Regions from separate parts of the Triticum aestivum genome. Here region 1 is linked to region 2. The links are chromatin contacts, called in public Hi-C maps. All regions are on one chromosome and are shown on one strand. The core of a region is the stretch at or near the end of the contact, and the rest is flanking DNA. Distances in the headings are between cores, read along the strand shown. Region 1 holds the start of LOC123123196. Region 2 has its middle 72 kb from the start of LOC123123195.

Region 1 (4,402 bases), core at 1,121-3,620, 180 kb after region 2:
ACTGGTTTGAGAAGATCTTTGCGCTCAATAGCTCCAAGCACCATCGATCCAACCAAATTTCTTAGAAATCTAGAATAAATATTCTATTATTACATATTTTATGTAGGAATTAAATTTCCTATTATTAGAATAGTTTATAGCCATATGGGAGTTTGCGATGAATGTACATTAGGAAGTGAATTTTTTTAGTCTTCTCTAAATGTGATGCTTATCTTTATTCGAAGCAGTTGTAGTAAAACATGTGTTTTCCTAGAAAAATGAAGCACAACATGGGTAGGTTGTACTACTACTATGTGGGTATAATCCCACAATTGGTGATAGAAACATGTTTTCAAACTGTAGCTGAAAAATCGAAACATCATGCACAAATGTCTATCGAGCTTCCGTAGGGCACTAGGCCCACCACTCTAAAACAACCCTATCCAATCCCAATCATTAGAAAACTTAGAGGAAATTGTTGATCAAGAAATGAAGAAGATCAATAAGGGCAATTGATTTATAAATTGTTGACTTTTTCATCATGGATTATTTGACCTATCTTGAATCACTGAATTGGTTGTCTGCTATATTGATCGAATGGTCTCGTGCATGCATTTGCATTGGTTTGAGATTTCCTTTTTTGAGGCTGCATTAGTTCAAGATTTTGAATACGATGAATGTGGTTGCCCGAACGAACAAATGGGGGTGGCCGGCTCTTGTCTGTGGATGCCACGTGAGCCAAGTTTGACCGGGGATGCTCTTGTTTTGGTCCTTGCAAGATTTGATGCTGAAATTTATTTTAGGCTTTGTCGGTCATTTCTTGTTTCAAAATATCAATGCGCTCGATAGCACCCAGCACGATCGATCCGACATAATTTTTTCGAAATCTAGAATAAATACTCTACTATTATATATTTTATGTGGGAATTAAATTTCTCATTATATGAACAGTTTATATCTTTAAATTAGGAAGCGCATTTTTTTGGTCCTTCCTAATTCTGATACTAATTTTATTCGAAGTTGTACAAGTACAACATGGGTGGGTTGTACTACTACTATCTTAATATAACAACCGGTGACAGGAAAATATTTTAGAAATTGAAGCCGAAAAATTGAAACATCTTGCACAAATGTCTCTCGAGCTTCCGCATGGCACTGGGCTCACCATGCTAGAACAACCACATCCAATTCCAATCATAAAAAAGCTTAGAAGAAATGGTTGATCAACAAAAGAAGGAGATCAATAAGGATAATTGATTTATAAATTGTTGATTTTTTCCATCCTGGATTATTCAGAGCAATCTTGAATCGTTGAATTGGTTGTCTGCTATATTGATCGAATGATCTCGTGCATGCCTTTGCATTGATTCGAGATTTCCTTTTTTGAGGTCGCATTGGTTCGAGATTTTGAATACGACGAATGTGGTTGCCCAAGCGAACAAATGGGGGTGGCCGGTTCTTTTCCACGGACGTCAGGGTAGCCAAATTTGACCAGAGATGCTCTTGTTTTGGTTGTCGCAAAATCAATTGCTGAAATTTATTTTAGGCATTGTGAGTCGTCACTGGTTTGAGAATATCTTTGCGCTCGATAGCTGCGAGCACCATCGATCCAACCGAATTTCTTCGAAATCTAGAATAAATACTCTACTATTATATATTTTACGCAGGAATTAAATTTCTCATTATTTCAATAGTTTATAGCTGTATGGGCCTTTGCGTTGCGGGTAAATTGGGAAGGGAATTTTCATGGTCCTCCCTAAATATGATGCTTATTTTTATTCGAAGCAGTCGTAGTACAACTTGCGTTTTCCAAGAAAAAAAGAGAAGTACAACATGGGTTGTACCATAACGATAAGCCAACAATTGTTGGTGGCTAGGAAAATGTTTTAGAAACTGTAGCAGGAAAATCGAAACACCCTGCTCAAAAGTCCTCTCGTACTTACGTATGGACTAGGCCAACACGCTAAAACAGCCCTATCCAATCCAACCAGAAAAGATAAATATATCTCTGTAAAAGAAAGAAAAAAAACTTTTAAACGGGTCGGTAGCACTAGCAGTAGTCCCTCACTATCCAGTCCCACTCCACACCTCACGCCCGCACGCCACCCACGGGCCCCACCTCCCAGCGCGAAATCCCCATCATACCCCTGAGCTCCAGCAGATGGTCCTGCAAACGGCAGACCATCATCGGGGGGCAAAATGGGCATGCGCAGCCGTTCCCTGGCGCAGACGGCAAACGCCGTGCGAGGCGCGTGTCACCGTCGGGCGACCCGCCGCTCGCCCCACTCCGCCACGTACCCGCTGGGCCTACCGGGCCCGCGGCCCGCCACGTCACCCCGCCCCCACCTGAGCCCTTTAAGACCCCGAGGCTCCCGTCCCGTTTGAACCCCCTTCGCTCGCTTGTAAACTGTGAAAAGGAGACGGGGAGGGAGGCGACCGGCGACCGACCGTGAGAGGGAAGAAAAAATAATAATAACCAGCCGCCCGCCGGGAATGGCCGCCGTCGCCGCCGGCGAACTGGACGGGCAGTAGAGGGCGTCCGTCCTATCTCTTTTTTTTTCTCGCTGTGTGTGTGGTTGGGGCGGTGGTTGCAGTCGGGACTGGTGGTGGTGTGTAACTGCGCTGGTGTGGTTGGTTGGAGTTCGGGATTGGGGATGGCGTGGTTGCGGTAGTGGTTAGGATTCACGCGATCGATGCCGTTCCAGCTCAAGCCCGGTCACCACCACGGCGCCATGGACGGGAAGCCGCCGCCGCCGCCGCCGACGCTCGCGCCCGCCCCGACGCCGCCCGCGCCGCCCAGGGTCTCCCGCCTCCGCAGGCTGCTCGTGAGGGTCTCCGCCTCGGAGCGCCTCGCGGTCGCCGGGGACGGGAAGGAGCGGGAGAAGGAGGAGAGGCCCGCGGCCGGCGGGGAGGCGGAGGTCGGCTCGGTGGGGCTCGACCGCATGGTGCTCAGCTTCATGGAGGACTCCGCGGCCGTCGAGCGGCCGCCGCGCGGCCGCTGCAACTGCTTCAACGGCAGCAACTACGAGGAGAGCGACGACGAGGAGGGCTTCTTCCTCCCCTCCGGCCAGGCCTCCGCGCCGCCCCCGTCCGCGGCCGGCGACACCCTGGAGGCACTCAAGGTACTGGAATTTTCGCATGGCACGCCAACCCCTCCCCAAATTGGGAAAAGCCGCAACGAATTTACGAGGCGGTTGCCTCCTTTCCCTTTGCGTGCAGGGTTTGGTGCAGAGCGCGAGCGTCGCGGAGCGGAACCTTCTCGCCGACGCTTCCAGGATCGCCGAGCGGTGCGGCCGGACCTGCAAGGGAAAGGCCGAGTGCCGCCGCGCCGTCGCCGACGGCCTCCGGGCCCTCGGCTACGACGCCGCCGTCTGCAAGTCGCGCTGGGAGAAGACTAAGTCCTACCCCGCAGGTACCAAATCCATCCCGTCCTCCTCGATTCACATACGCTCGGTCTATATTCCCCTTTCATGGCATGGCAGGGGATTAATCGATCCTCTCCGTCTACGCAGGGGAGCACGAGTACATCGACGCCGTGGTTGGGGACGGAGGGCGGCTGATCGTGGAGGTGCACTTCAGGTCCGAGTTCGAGGTGGCCCGGTCGACCAAGGCGTACCGCGCGGCGCTCCAGGCGCTGCCGCCGCTGTTCGTGGGCACGTCCGACCGGCTAGGGAAGATCGTGTCCGTGGTGGCGGAGGCGGCGCGGCAGAGCATGAAGAAGAAGGGGCTGCACTTCCCACCATGGCGTAAGCCGGAGTACATGCGCGCCAAGTGGCTGTCCCCGCACGTTCGCACCGGCGACAAGTCGGCCGCAACCCCGTCCCCCGCCGCCTCTGCCACGGCGACGGCGGTGTCGGCGGCGAGCTTCTCGGGCGAGTTCGAGCTGCTGTTCGGCATGAACAGGAGCGGGGTCTCCCCCACCCCCGGCGAGAAGATCACGGTGGTGGTGTCGCCGTGGCGCCCGACGGAGGAGGCGGCGAGCAAGAAGCAGCAGCCCAGGGCGAAGGTCGTCACGGGGCTCGCCGCCGTCCTCTGAGCGTGGCGAGGCGGACAAAATAACCGCCAGTAGATGGACGGATCCCCAATTTTTCCACCCACCGCCTTTTCCGTTTCTTTCTCCTCGGCGCGCTTCGATCCGTTGGCGGATCCCGTTTTTGGTGTTTCCGTGTTCGTTTTTCCGGGGTTTTTTTGTTTCGGAAAAGAGAAAAAAGCACTCGCCCACCCCCTAGTAGTACCATCCATCCTCCATTAATTTCGAGTTTTGACCCCCCCTGCCATGTAATTTTTGTTCTCGCCATGAGGAGGCCGTGGAGCTTTGGTGATGCTTCACCCCCTCCCGCCGAATAGTAGTATTAGTAGCAGCAGCTGTAAGAGAAGAAGAGGGAGATCGTCCGGCGAGGCTTCTCGCCGGTTGTTCTCTGCT
Region 2 (4,077 bases), core at 182-2,681:
GGGCATTTAAATGCGCGTGACGAGTTCGACTCCCGCTTCTACCGAATAAATCTTTTTGCTTCTCAGCAGCTTGCTGGGCCGGCCCAGTTCGCGTCCGTGCGGGCGCCAGCGGCACAAACTGGCGCTTACAGCGTTGTCTAGGAGCTCCCATATTTCTTGGCCCTGCTGCTGCCAAACCCCTATTCGGCGCCTTCAGCGCCCCTTACTTCGATTTCGACAAACGGGCGCACATTTCCACTTCCATGCTGGGCCGGCCCATTTTTCCTTCTTTTTCCAGTTTTAAAAGGTAAAAAAAGCATGCGGGAGTGAGATTCGAACGGAGACCTCCTGGTTTCTGGTTAGCTACCATAGCCAACTAGACAACGTACGTCATTTGATTAGTTACTTCCCTTTCCCTCTTTTGTTCCTTCCTTTCCTTTTTTTTCTAGTTAAATGCGTGATTCTTTTTTCATAAAATAGATGAACTTTTTTCAAAACCGGTGAACTTTGTAGAATCCGTGAATTTTTTTCAAAATTGATGAACTTTTTTTGAAAATCCGTGAACTTTTTTATCAAAATCGGTGAACTTTTTTCAAACAAGTGAACCTTTTTTCAGAATCTGGTGAACCTTTTTTTTCAAAATTCATGAACTTTTTTTTTGTCAAAATTGATGAATTTTTTCAAACCCGTGAACTATTTTTCAAAATCCGGTGAATGTTTTTCATATTCGTGAACTTTTTCTGAAATCCAGTGAACTTTTTTCAATTTTATGAACATTTTTGGGAAATTCGTGAATTCATTTTTCAAAATCGATGAACATTTCTAATATTCGTGAATTCTGTTTCATATTTACGTCTTCTTTTTCCGAAAAATCCTAACTGGGACCGGAACCGCTGCCAAATAGCACTGTTTTCCTACATATTTCATCAACGTTGTTGCGCTAGAGTGATTAGCACGACAACCGTGCGGGCGTAGGCATGCAGGTTCGAAACCTACGTCTCGCAGAATAATAGCGATGAATATGTTATTTTTTTCCTTGATGCGAAAGATGCTGGGCTGGCCCACTATGGTTCGCCTTCCAGCGCCCACTAGACCAAGCGGCGGCGCTGAGGGCGCCGAAAAGGAGCTCTCCCTGCTGCCGGCGGCCTATCTTGCAATCTCGTTTTGCTCGCCCCATGGCCCGATATCAATCCATATGTTTCTTATCCTAAACTGGGTAGAGAGGCCCACGAAAGTTTCAATCGGAAAAGGGAATACACGCCCAAGATTGAAAAAAAAAACACTAGGTCGTGGCGGGCACGTCGCTCTCCAGTGTGAGTCCAGCCAGAAGAGCAAGCAGTGGTTTCTCAAAAAAAAAAAAAAAAAGAGCAAGCAGCGACGCGGCACAATGCCGTGCGTGCAGTGTCGTCTCGCAACCACAACCCCACGGTGCAGCTAACTCGGTCGCCGTCATCCGGTCACGCGCCGCGCATGCAATGGCGATGCCGGAGCCCTGGCTTCCCCGGCCGTCCCTCTCCGAGACATCGAGCTCGCAATTGACGTCACGGCGGACGTAAATTTGCCCGTTGGCCTCCATGTACAGCACTGTCACTTCAGCTGTGTAGCTCAAGTTCCTCTCCTGTCTGCGATCACAGAGCAACGACGTGGACGCTCGCACCGCATGTGGTTCGCCTGATCACGCCACGCGATGCTCATTTTGTTGATGATATTCAGAGCTGCAGGCAGAAAGACTTTGAGGGGAACCACCACGGGTCGGGGCGTGCAGCAGGTGCATCATTTTTGGAGCTTCTCCGGCCCAATGGGAGCGAGGGACGCAAAGCATTCGCATTCACTCATGCTGCGTGCACATGTCCCTTTTAACCTTTGCTTCTTGGGTGCAAGTGAGAGATCATTCGTTCCAAGGTGCGCCGTGGCGCAACCCCTTTCAGCACGCATGCAGCAAGGTTACCTCAACAAGCAAGTTTGCTCCAGCTTTATTCCATTGCATTTGCATGTTTCACGGATGTTCCGAGCCGTAAGTACCGATCTTTGTGTATAGCGCCGTTCGTAATACTAAAAATGGTTAAGGAGCAAAATGATGCAAGAGACCGCCCGCGGATCGATCGCCTCTCCTCCCCTACCTACCTTCTTAGGAGTAGATTTCAAGTTCTAGCTAGATGCTTATTATTGCACGAAAAAACACAGAATTAGGTAGCCGTGTCAATCTTGAGATAAGATTGGGAAAAGAAAGGGAGGCACTCGCAACCAGCTCGCTCAGACACGACCGAAAAAAAGGGAGGGACGACACAAATGATGAAGTTCGACGCAAGCAAACCATGTTCGCCTCTCAACCACCACCTAAACCCCTACTCCATCAGCCACTAATTAAGCACCACACTTGGTTTCTTAATCTGTCCAAACACATGGCACCAAAGCCATTGCTTTCCTACTTACGGTGCCAAGATATTGCACCTAGCCTTTTTTTAGTGGATAAATATTGCACCTAGCTAAAGTGAAGGTTTCAGGTAGTACACTGAGTGGTGAGTAGTGAGGCTAGTACGTACTGAGTCCAACCTTTTGGGCCCCTTTGTCCCTCTCTACCATACGGAGTGGTTATTTATTGTGACACGGAAGTATGAAATGATGCCTCATTTGATTATGGGCAGGACGACAAACACTAAAAACCATCACTCGGGACATGTCTCATCCTTTCTTAACCAGGGAAAAACCAAAGGCTGGTGGTAAAAGCCTAGCTAGGAGAAAGCGAGAGGCCTCCCCTCCCTTGCACTCGAGTAGATTAACTTGGCCGTGAGAGCTTGGGCAGGCTACATCAATGCATCATTCTTTTCCAATTACCATTTCCTCCACTGTCTTTAACTTGATCACCTAGCTCACACCATCTCTCTCTCTCTCTCTCTCTCTCTCTCTCTCTCTCTCTCTCTCTCTCTCTCTCTCTCTCTCTCTCTCTCTCTCTAATAAACCGTGTTAATTTACAATTGTAGTATTATTTGGTGTCTGCCACTGAGATCAATAAACCATGTTAATCCACCATAATTTCATTTGGTTTCTGTCTCCCAACAAACCATGCATGTCGACGTCGAAAAAACAATCATTGTGGCATTGTGGTACATCGGCCTTGAAGATGAAGAGGACAGCAGGCACACATCAATCGCCACAGTTGTTAACGAGAAGGGGGAGCAGTCGCCACTGCCTGCCTTGTTGCTTTTCCGCGGAAGTAACAGCTGATGTGAGCTCTCTCGAGACGGGGCCCTCCTTAATTGATTGCTAGCTCCCCTTAATTGACCTAGCAAGAGCGTACGCTCTGCACTGCACGCACGTCGCTTAACGCCAAAGCTCTGCACGCTGCATTATGTCCTGCTGGTGCCTGTCCGCTAAATCCCCGCGTCCCCGGCCCTCACGTCGTCCTGAAAAGTATAATGCTTTCTCGGTGAAGAAAAGTCTAGTTTCTTTTAAAAACTTCCAATCTATTCATCTTCCATCATCGCAGTACAAAGAACAACAGGGGTAATAAAAATTACAATCATGTCCGTGAACCATCTAGCGACGACTACAAGCACTGGAGCGCGTCGCCCTCATCACCCCTCCCTCACCGGAGCCAGACAAACCTTATTGTAGTAGACAGTCGGGAAGTCATCGTGCTAAGGCCTTATAGGACCAGCGCTCCAGAGTAGCAACCATCGCCAATGAAGAAACTCGTAGATAAAAAGGATCAAGCCTGTAAACACCCGAACGAAGACCGGATCCAAACAGATCCACCGAAGACCAGCACTGACCAAATCCCGCGAGATCCGATGGAGACACACCTCCATACGCCCTCCGACGATTCTAGACGCGCCATCGAGGCGGGGATAGAACGTGGGACACATTATTCCTACTAAGGGACATCGCCGCCGCCATACAACCCCAACCAAGACACTGAACCTAACAAGGAAGAGAACAGGGTCCCTCCCGTCGACAAGGGGGCGAGATCCTCCGCATCTCCATGGCCTAGAGGCCATCAAAGATTTGGCGGACCAGCGGCCGCGCCGATGAGAGGTGAGGGAGTCTTGGATTAGGGGTCCTCGAGCGTCCGGGCTATTAGACATGGGCCGGACTGAT

Evidence for each region. A called contact is a pair of places that touch in the nucleus more often than the background predicts.
Region 1: a Hi-C map of leaf shows a contact between it and region 2, with 2.2 times the contacts expected there. The contact joins the promoter of LOC123123196 here to the enhancer-like site in region 2. A contact is called at or near these places in 2 of 5 Hi-C or Micro-C datasets (both in leaf).

What each region holds. Positions count from the first base shown.
Region 1 is chr5D:499,833,277-499,837,678 of IWGSC CS RefSeq v2.1, forward strand. LOC123123196 reads left to right here and starts at 2,371. Exons shown (of 3, transcript XM_044543662.1): 1 at 2,371-3,101; 2 at 3,199-3,391; 3 at 3,492-4,402. The coding sequence starts at 2,673. The coding sequence ends at 4,015.
Region 2 is chr5D:499,657,745-499,661,821 of IWGSC CS RefSeq v2.1, forward strand. No RefSeq gene overlaps it. Among protein-coding and RNA genes, the nearest start is that of LOC123123195, 72 kb to the left of the region's middle. Within about 2 kb of position 1,432, at least 6 of the 8 cell types and tissues checked have an H3K27ac peak or open chromatin away from gene starts, as enhancers often do. A contact at or near this core is called in leaf, where this site is marked.